Regions from separate parts of the Mus musculus genome. Here region 2 is linked to region 1. A link is a contact called in public capture Hi-C data. All regions are on one chromosome and are shown on one strand. The core of a region is the stretch at or near the end of the contact, and the rest is flanking DNA. Distances in the headings are between cores, read along the strand shown.

What was found. Capture Hi-C pulls out chosen DNA fragments and counts their contacts.
Region 2: a capture Hi-C map of bone marrow-derived macrophages shows a contact between it and region 1, with 8 times the contacts expected there. The contact joins two enhancer-like sites. A contact is called at or near these places in 1 of 15 datasets of contacts at CTCF or cohesin (the NIH/3T3 cell line), 3 of 484 Hi-C or Micro-C datasets (CD4 T cells, liver and trophoblast stem cells), 4 of 115 datasets of contacts at active chromatin or transcription factors (bone marrow-derived macrophages, double positive thymocytes, embryonic stem cells and 1 more) and 1 of 9 other capture datasets (bone marrow-derived macrophages).

The regions. Positions count from the first base shown.
Region 1 is chr7:89,233,466-89,238,021 of GRCm38.p6, reverse strand. The region is part of intron 5 of Tmem135 (transmembrane protein 135); the gene reads left to right. Among named protein-coding and RNA genes, the nearest start is that of Tmem135, 100 kb to the left of the region's middle. Within about 2 kb of position 1,656, at least 31 of the 459 cell types and tissues checked have an H3K27ac peak or open chromatin away from gene starts, as enhancers often do. A contact at or near this core is called in bone marrow-derived macrophages, where this site is marked.
Region 2 is chr7:89,307,759-89,312,337 of GRCm38.p6, reverse strand. The region is part of intron 1 of Tmem135 (transmembrane protein 135); the gene reads left to right. Among named protein-coding and RNA genes, the nearest start is that of Tmem135, 29 kb to the left of the region's middle. Within about 2 kb of position 3,232, at least 59 of the 459 cell types and tissues checked have an H3K27ac peak or open chromatin away from gene starts, as enhancers often do. A contact at or near this core is called in bone marrow-derived macrophages, where this site is marked.

The sequences.
Region 1 (4,556 bases), core at 407-2,906:
CCAGCAGCTCACATGTCCGGGTTCGAGCCTGGAAGGCATCTTGGAATCTGGAAGAAAAGAGGGAGCCTAGGCGGGTTGAGAAATAATGGAACCAAGACATGCTAGTCTGTTCAAGGTTCAACTTTAATGTCAGGGAACACGCCTTATAAAGAAAAGGGGAGAAAGTCCATTCCCGCCAATTCATCCTTGGAGCCTGGAACCAGCTGCAGGTGATGACTGCAGAATAGGGCGTAGTTTCCAGAATAGCTCCGGGGGCTTCTCAGAAGGTAGCAGTATCTTGAAGAGGAACAGCAGCAGTGGCAGAACAATAGAGTGATCTAGGGAGGAAGGCTCCATCTTAAATAATCTCTTTAGTGGCAGCAAGGTCAAGTTCTGGCTTAGCATGCTTCAGGTTTATGGGAGGCTACAATAACTGGTGCAGAATACTCCACAGCAGTGAGAATCCCTTGGTTCTAGAGCTATGTTTCATGAGTCAGGAGCCTGGTGGATGATAAGGATCTGAGTGTTGGATGGACAAATATGTGGATGGATTTACCAAAGGCTTTTGTGGCAAATGCTGTTTTATTTCTGTTTAAGACAGATAGTAATATAAATATCCTTATTGACATTTTTATGTTTAAGTGTTAGTACTATATTAATTCAAAGATTTGGTGGTAGGATCCATAAGAGAGGGAACTTGCTGGATTTATCTTTCTGGATCTGGGTTACCTCCCTGAGTATATTTTCCAGTTTCATGCATGTTCCTCTAAGTTTCATGGTTAGCTTTTCATTACAGATTAGATGAATTCCATTGTGTATATCTACTAGATTTTCATTATCTCTTTCCTAGGTGTTGTGAAGAGAACTGCATTGAACATGCCTAAGCAAGTATCTCTCAAGTAGGGTATTGAGTTGTTTGGGTATATGCCAAGGAGTGAGATGATAGAAGTATTTTTAACTTTGAGAATTTTCCTCATTGATTTCCATAAAGGCCGTACCAGTTTGCATTCTCACTAGCAGTAGATGAGGGTTTTCTTTTCTAGCATCTTCTCTAGCATTTGTTGCCAGCTGAGTTTTTAATCTTAGCCATGATGACTGGAGTAAGACACAATCTCAGATGGTGAAAAAACAAAGCATTAGTATTACAGACGGGGGTGACTTTGAGGTTTGATGACAACAGAATGCCAATAACTGGAAGCAGATATTTTTAAAGAGCATATTAGACAAATCTAGCCTGTGGCAGTGTAGTAATATGTAGCACTTCCTCTCTCCCCTTTCTTCTCTTGAATAATTGTGTGCTTGTAAGATCTTCTTCCGTGCTATTAAGTTACATACAAAACTAACCATTTAAGCTTCTAGGATACCTTGTCTACTAGTTGAGCCTAAATTTTGCCACATGAACCTTTTCTCTCAGTGTCTTTTCTGAGATGAAAGCATTGCATCTTGAGAAATATGATCATGTATCTATAAGGCATCTGTCACAATGTCTAGTATGAACTAAATGTGTTAGATTTGTCCTATGCTAAATCATAATTATTTTCTTTTAATAGTATGGTTGTGTTGTAATTTTTTCATAGTGTGTAAGCTGAGAGTCCATAGTGAGAGAGTTTAAATGATTTCCTCTATAGCTGCATTAACAACAGTGTTCTGCTCCCTTCCGAGTCGTCAGTTACTTCCTTGAAAGTCATGCTACTTAGATTGGCATGGACTGTGGTGTATGCAGTATGTGTTCAGTTACAAACTTCCTATACTTACTCAACCAAATCCTGCTGATTACATCTTTGTTTTTATACAAGTAATAAACTCGTCAGGAAGTGCAGTGACAGAAGAAAAACTGACTTGCAAAGAGCACTGTACACAAAAGAGGGTAAAGTTACTGCTTGTTGAGTACCCGGTTCTCCTGAGAAGTGGAAATGGTTGGTCAAAGGTCCCACTGAGGTGAGACACTAACCTTCCACAGACACAGGCTTCTTTTCTGTTGATCTTATAAAGGAAACTGGATAGCTGCTTCTGCAGCATAACCTTTGATTTTTTTTTTAAAACAGGAATAAAGTATTAAGATACCATATCTACTGACATGGAAATATTCTCTTTCTTAATTTATTAGTTTCTCCTCATTTGCCTGTATCTTTCAAGAAAAGATAATTAAAAACAAAAGTTCTGACCTTTTTAGAATGTTCCCAAATGCCATATTCTGATGGTTCTTCTTTTCTTCTGGACTGATTTCAAAATTATTTGTTTGGAAAGCTGTACAATAATGTACTAGATTTTATCTTATAAAAGTTATAGTGTATTTAACAGGATCCAAAGAATGACAGATGTAATAGTATAGGTTGGTTGCAAGAGTTATTATGCAGAGAATTCCCAAACTAGTTTCTGTAATGTATTGGGAATAAATGAATCTCAATGACAAAGCAGAAAGTTTGAGCTCAGTAAAGTCTGCTTGTCATCACATCTGGGGATACAGTGTTAGTTATCACAACTGAGTGATGCAGTGTTAGTTATCACATCTGGGTGATGCAGTGTTAGTTATCACATCTGGGGAGTTCCAGTGTTAGTCATCACATCTGGGGATACAGTGCTGTAGGTGGCTTCGGTAAATGTGGGTTTCTATCTGGTTGTATAGAAAACAAATCATGCTGTCAGCAACCTGCATGGGATAGGTACTTCGGTTGGTGACTTGTCTAAAGTAATGTCTCAGTCCTTTCTTTTGTAATTCTGTTAGTTGGAATAATAATACATTTAGTAGGTGGTTAAAATTTCACTGTTTTACCACCTCTGGCAGACAGTGTATAGTATCTGTTGGAATGGTGTCAAAGATTGTATTTCAGAGCTTGAATTTTCATGTTGTCTGACATTTTAAAAAATTTAATCTACTATGAATAACTCATAACTCATCAAATTATATTCAGTGATTTTTCTTCTTACTCTAAATGTACAGAATTTATTTAGCAAACGTTGGTTCAAAGAAGTCCAAGGACTAAACCCAGATTTTAAATACCTTTTCTATACCAACTATGTGTGTGTATGACTTTCTTTTCTGAAGTAATATACCCTGCCCACAATTCACATGTGATCAGGCTTCTCTGATCCAAGGCTTCAGTGACCTTGCTCTCTTAGTCATCTGAATAAGCTGAGGGTACAGGTATGCCTGATACTGTAGTCATCTCTACCATAAAAAAAAACCCTCATTTGCTTAATTAAACCAAACTACTTTTGATATAAACATAAAAGTAAATGTCTTACACTTTTCCTTAACCTAAGCAATATCTGACCAACTATCAAATAGGTTTTATTTTTTCAGAAATTGGAAGGATTCTTAAGATAGCATCAGCTTATTTTGATCCTAATACTAGATTTAGGCTAGGAGACTAATACTTTCCATATGGGTATTGCTAGTCCCAAATACTTCCTCTCAGTCAGCCACCCTCTAAACTTAAACTTGAATGCATGCAGAAGCAAATATGGTTGTAAACATTAAAACATTCAGGGTTGTACAGAGTGTACCAAACTAATTTTGTGTGTAATAGTAGAATGAATTAAGCAGTAGTATTTAGATCTTTCGGCTTATAGAAATACATGTCTGTCTGTTCTATCTATCTATCTATCTATCTATCTATCTATCTATCTATCTATCTTTTTAAAAATGTTTGATTGATTCTTACCTCTGTTTTCTGTATGTGAAGTTATGTGTAGTGTCAAGTGCCATGTGATTTGGTTCAGGGAGTCAGGTCAGAAAAGAGATATGCATTTAATGGTAAAGAGGTGCCCTTAATTTCAGGCAGAAAATTACACAGCTTTCTCATGACTTAGAAGCAAATGAGATCAAAGCTCATGGGAAAGATCGTTTAGGTGGCTTGAATTGAAGACACAGTGTTAAAAATGCTTGGCTCACTGACATTGTGCAAGCTTTCGTATAGTAGCTGGAAGTTAGATTACGGTGGATTGGGGAGATCATGAGTTGGGCGGGTGAGTAGACATCGTGAAGCCTCTTTTTAGGGAGGCAACTTCCGGAAGAGCATAAAAGATAGATAGCAAGAGGAGAAGTGCAGGAGTTAAAATCAAACATAAAGCCCCCAATGTAAATAATGTTCCTTTTCTTTGCATATACACATGTTATACCAACCATTACTGAATACAAGTTAGCTAAATATGTGTGTGTGTGTGTGTGTTTATGTGTAATGGTACTTCTAATGTAATTTATAGGGATTATAAGATCATCAAGTGAAGCCCATGGAAAGAGCAATCCCAGTCAGTCTTGAGAACCTTGCTATTGATAAGGACAAGTAGGACTTTGTCTGCACCCACAGTTTTTCATGTCAAGCCACTTGAGCACTGTCTCCCCACTCCTTTTTTTGAAATGATAAATTGGCATAGTGTGTGAATTTGGTGATTTGAGTTAAGTGTTAGTTTCCCCATATGTAATGGAGTGTTCTCATAGTAAAACTGTTATTTTTCAATGTTTATGTATTAAATTTCTTGTTCATAGTGAATCTATAGGAAGATGAAATGTGATGAAAACAACTTTTTAAATGCCTCGTGTAATCTTGTGATAAGTTTTTAAAATGGATTTACTA
Region 2 (4,579 bases), core at 1,983-4,482, 73 kb before region 1:
AGTACTGCCATTGATGTAGCCACCACAAAACACAAGAAGGGAGATGCCTCAGTTGCTCATAAACAGGGGGAACTGAGCAGGGTGTAGGGGCACACATATTTAATCCCAGCACTCAGGCAGCAGAGGTAGTGGATCTCTGTGAGATATCTACATAATCTTATCTACATAATCTACATTGTGAGTTCTAGGGTAGCCAAAGCTACAAAGTGAGACCTTCCCACTCCAAAAAGAAAAAAAAAATCAGGAGAACCTGAGTTTGGATTGTTACCACTCAAATAAACTTCTGTGCATGGTGCTTTGTGCCTATAATCCCAATGACTGGGAGGCAGAGACAGGAGGACTCTGGGGAATTCATTGGCCAACCAACCAGCATTTCTTACTCCAGGTTCAAGGAGAGACTCTTAGAACAAAAGGCAGACAGATTGAGGGAGACATAAGACATCAAACTCTTGCTTTCAGATGCATACAGACATGTTTAGTGGTTAAGAGTACTGGCTGCTCTTTCAGAAGACCTGGGTTCAATTCCTAGCATACAGACAACGGCTCATGATCATCTGTAACTCCATTTCCTGGGGATCAGGCTCCCTCTTCTGGCTTCCATGGGCACTGCACACATGTGGTGCACAGATTATGTGCAGACAAAATATCACTACACTTAAAAAAAAAAAAAAGACCTGGAACATTTTTGTTAGGGCAGCCATCCTTGAGTTTGCTCTTTTCTAGCTGTGTTTCTTTCATCTTCTTCACATCCTTTTCCCCTTTAGTTTCTGTCATCTAGCCAGCAATTCTTCCTTCCTGTATTTTGTCATCAGAGCAGTGTTAGACAGGTAAGGTACAGCGAGCCGTCCTTTAAGATTGGCCCCTTTCTCTTAGCATAGGTTGTTTTATATTACTGTCTTGTGTCTTTTTTCCTTTTTAAAATTTATGTGATTTAAATTTATGTGACTTAAAAATTTATTCCTCTTAAAATTTCATGTGTACTTTCTTAGGATTATTCTTGCTATGATGAAGCACCATGACCAAAGATGAGATGGGAAGAAAAGGTTTATTTGGCTTACACTTGCACATCATAGGCTGTCATGGAAGGAAGTCAGGACAGGGACTCAAACAGGGCAGGATCCAGGAGGCAGGAGCTGATGGCGTGTAGAGGGCATGGAGGGAGGGGTGTTGGTTATTGGCTTCCTCATCATGGCTTGCTCAGCCTGCTTTCTTTTAGAACCCAGGACAACCACCCCAGTGGTGCCTTTCCAGCACTCTTCTCCACCTTCTGGCTCTTGTATTCATTCCACTCCCTCTTGCATGATATTTCTAGAACCTTTGTGGGCCAGAGAGGCTTGGAATACAATCACGGTTGTGTATTCTCCACATTAACTGGTAGGTACACTGTGCAATAAGAACCTTCTCTGACCAAACTGAGAACAGTGATTTTTTTTTTTTTTTGTGCCTTAAAAAAAAATTATTTCCAGGTAGTATTTATTCCATAGACATGTAGCAGTTTGTTAAATCACTCACCTGTTGAAGAACATCTGGTTTTATAATTTGTTAATTATGAACAAAGCTGTTATAAAGCATTTGTATACAAGGGTCATGTTAGCATGAATGTTCAATTCTTAGAGATAAATACACACCCATGATAGCAGGACATGATAGTTTTTCATCAAACTGCCAAACTGTCCTATTGCATATCTTAATCATATCAGGTTTCTACTAGTAACAAGTGAGTGCCTAGGTTGTCTGAATTTTTGCCAGCATTTGATATTGTCGTTGTGTATTGTGTGCATTTGTAAGATGTGTGTGTGTGTGTGTGTGTGTGTGTGTTTGTGTGTGTGTGTGTGTGTGTGTGTGTGTGTTTGTGTGTGTGTGTGTGTGTGTAGGGGGGCAGGAGCTCGCGTGCTCTTAGCAGTGCATATGCATGTGGAGGTTATGATCAGTGACAGGAGTCTTCCTCTGTCACCTCTCCACCTTACTGTTTTGAGACAGTGTCTTTGATTGGACTTAAAGCTCCATTTCAGTTTGACTGGCTGGTGAGGGAACCCGAGAAATGTACCGTCTCCGCCTTTCAGGGCTGGGGTTACAGAGGCACAACACTGGTGTGGTACTTTTTAAAAACGCCTGGGTGCTGGGATCTGAACTGAGGCCCTCATGCTTGCAGAGAGCACTTTGAGCCATCTCTCCAGCCCTGACATTAGTTTTCATTTTAGCCATTCTAATGGTTGTATAGTGATAGCTCATTGTAATGTAATTAACATTTTCTTACTCATTTGTTTGGTATTTATATATTCTATTTGGAAAATATCTCTTCTTACCTTTATTCTAATTGGATTTTTTTTTCTGTTGCCTTTAAGATTCACACACACACACAGACACACTCACACACACTCATATATTAGACTCTAGTCTTTAATTAGATGAAGACTTTCCGTTTTCTCCTATTCTGTAGCATATCTATTGTTCTCCTAATAGGTTTTTTACCTCTCTTACCAGGAAATGAAGTCCAATTTATCAAATATTTTTTTGACCATCAGTTTCAAGTCTGAAATCTCTTTGCTTTGCCCCATTGTCTTAAAAATTTCCCACATTCCTCCAAACGTTTTTTAGTTTTTGATGTTATATAATGTCTGTGACCCATTTTAATTACTTTTTATACAAAATGTGAAACCTAGCTTAATATTTCTTTCCTCTCTTTCTAATTTGTGGATAGCCGTTACTAACTTATAGATGGCACTGTCTATTGGAACCACTTTCTTTCCTTTGTGGAATTGTTTTTGTGCCTTTATCAAAAATTAGATGTATTTGGTTTTGTATTTTGTTCTCCTCATGTGCTTGCATTGTTAGCATTACACAATTGATCTAGAGCTAGTTTTTCTGCAGTTTTAAAATTGTTATTTATAGCAATTCTACTTCCTTTGCTTTCTGTGTAAATTACAGAAGTCTAGTTGTTTTTTTTTTTTTTTTTTAACGGAGATCTCTGTTGAAGTGTGTAAAGAATTGTGTTGGATCTGCATTTCACACTTTGTACAATGGACATGTAATTTATGAACATGGCTTGTACAGTAGCTTGGATTTTTTGAATCTCCATAAAGGCCCATGTGTTGAAGACTTAGTTCCCTGACTGTAATGCTATTGGGAGATAGAGGCAGACTTACTGGTGGGTCACATGGAAGGAAGTTAGGTCACCCGGGGTCACTAAAGGGAATAGTGGGACCTTTGCCCATTCGTTTCTCTCCCTCCCTTTTTGGCTGCCACATGTTTCTTCTCTGATTGCCTTACTCCACACAAAAGCCACAGAGCAGACTCATGGGCCTTTGGAACTAGGAGCTCCAAACTATTCTAGTAAGTTGTTTCCCACAGGTGCCTTGTCTTAGTGCTGAGAAGCTGGCTAATAGCTTGTGTCTCGTTTCTTCACCAGCATCGAGTAGTTCATTCATTCCCGAGTTCTCATTAGCAGCACTTTAGGATTAGGGTTAGGATTGCCACACTGCCGTATGGATTATGGTTGGTTATTCACCCCCACCCCTGTCGGGACTTCATATACCTAAGATGGCCCTGGGCTTCCTTTTTTTCATTCTTTCTTTGTATGGCTGGCAGCTGAGTTGAAGTCGGAGAGATGGTCAGTTTCAGAGACTCCGTGGATGAAATAAGACCTTAGCAGAGGCCACTGGACTCGCTGGCCTCCAGCTTTAGGAAGTGTTATTTCCAGGGAGATAGGGGATGAATGGAGAGGCTGCCATCCTCCTGTCTCTCCCCAGTGCCTTCCTCTCTCCCACCCCACTAACTCCCTAATCTTGTGGTTCTATCCTTTGTTCCTCTGTACTGTTTCCGAACAATGAACAATGATTTCCGGCTCACCTGAGAGGAGTCTGGTATCAGTTCCGCCCCTCTCCCCCCTCCCTGAACCTGTGGTCAGCCCACGCCACACTCAGTGCAGTGACGCTGCACAGCCCTGTGCTTCTGAGTGCACACATGGAATCGCCTGCTCTACGTAAATCCCTATCAGGAACACATTATGGTTCTCTTTACTTTATCCCCGCTGACATTACTAGTGCGCTCACTGAGTCGTTTCACATCTTGATTTTTATCTCATCTCACGGTACCAGGGTTTTGGTGGTTTTATTTTAATCTAGAAATCATCCCTTTAAACTCAAAGTTTATGAAAACCAAGCCAAACAGGCTTTAAAACCAAAACCAAATCAAACAAACAAAGAAACAAACACATTTAAAATTACTAGGTGAGTCTCATATTTTTAAATGTCTGTGGTGTTTGAGGCCTTGCCATGTCACCATGGGAGGACACCTTCTAGGAGTAGGTTCTCTCTCTCCCACATGGGTTCTGGGATGGAGCACAGATCATAAGGCTTGGAAGCGAGCACCTTGATTCCTTAAGCCCACTTGTTGGCCTATCATTAATTTTTTTTTCAGGACTCTAGAATGCCAGAAGTCATTAGCCTGTTTATGCCTCCCCGATATCCCTCACAGCTGCTGTTTGAATCTCTGAACCATTGCTTAGCTTTTGGTGTCAGACAGAGGTTCCCTGAGATGGTGGGCTGGGCTGGCAATGGCTAATGGAGCTTCGTTGTAG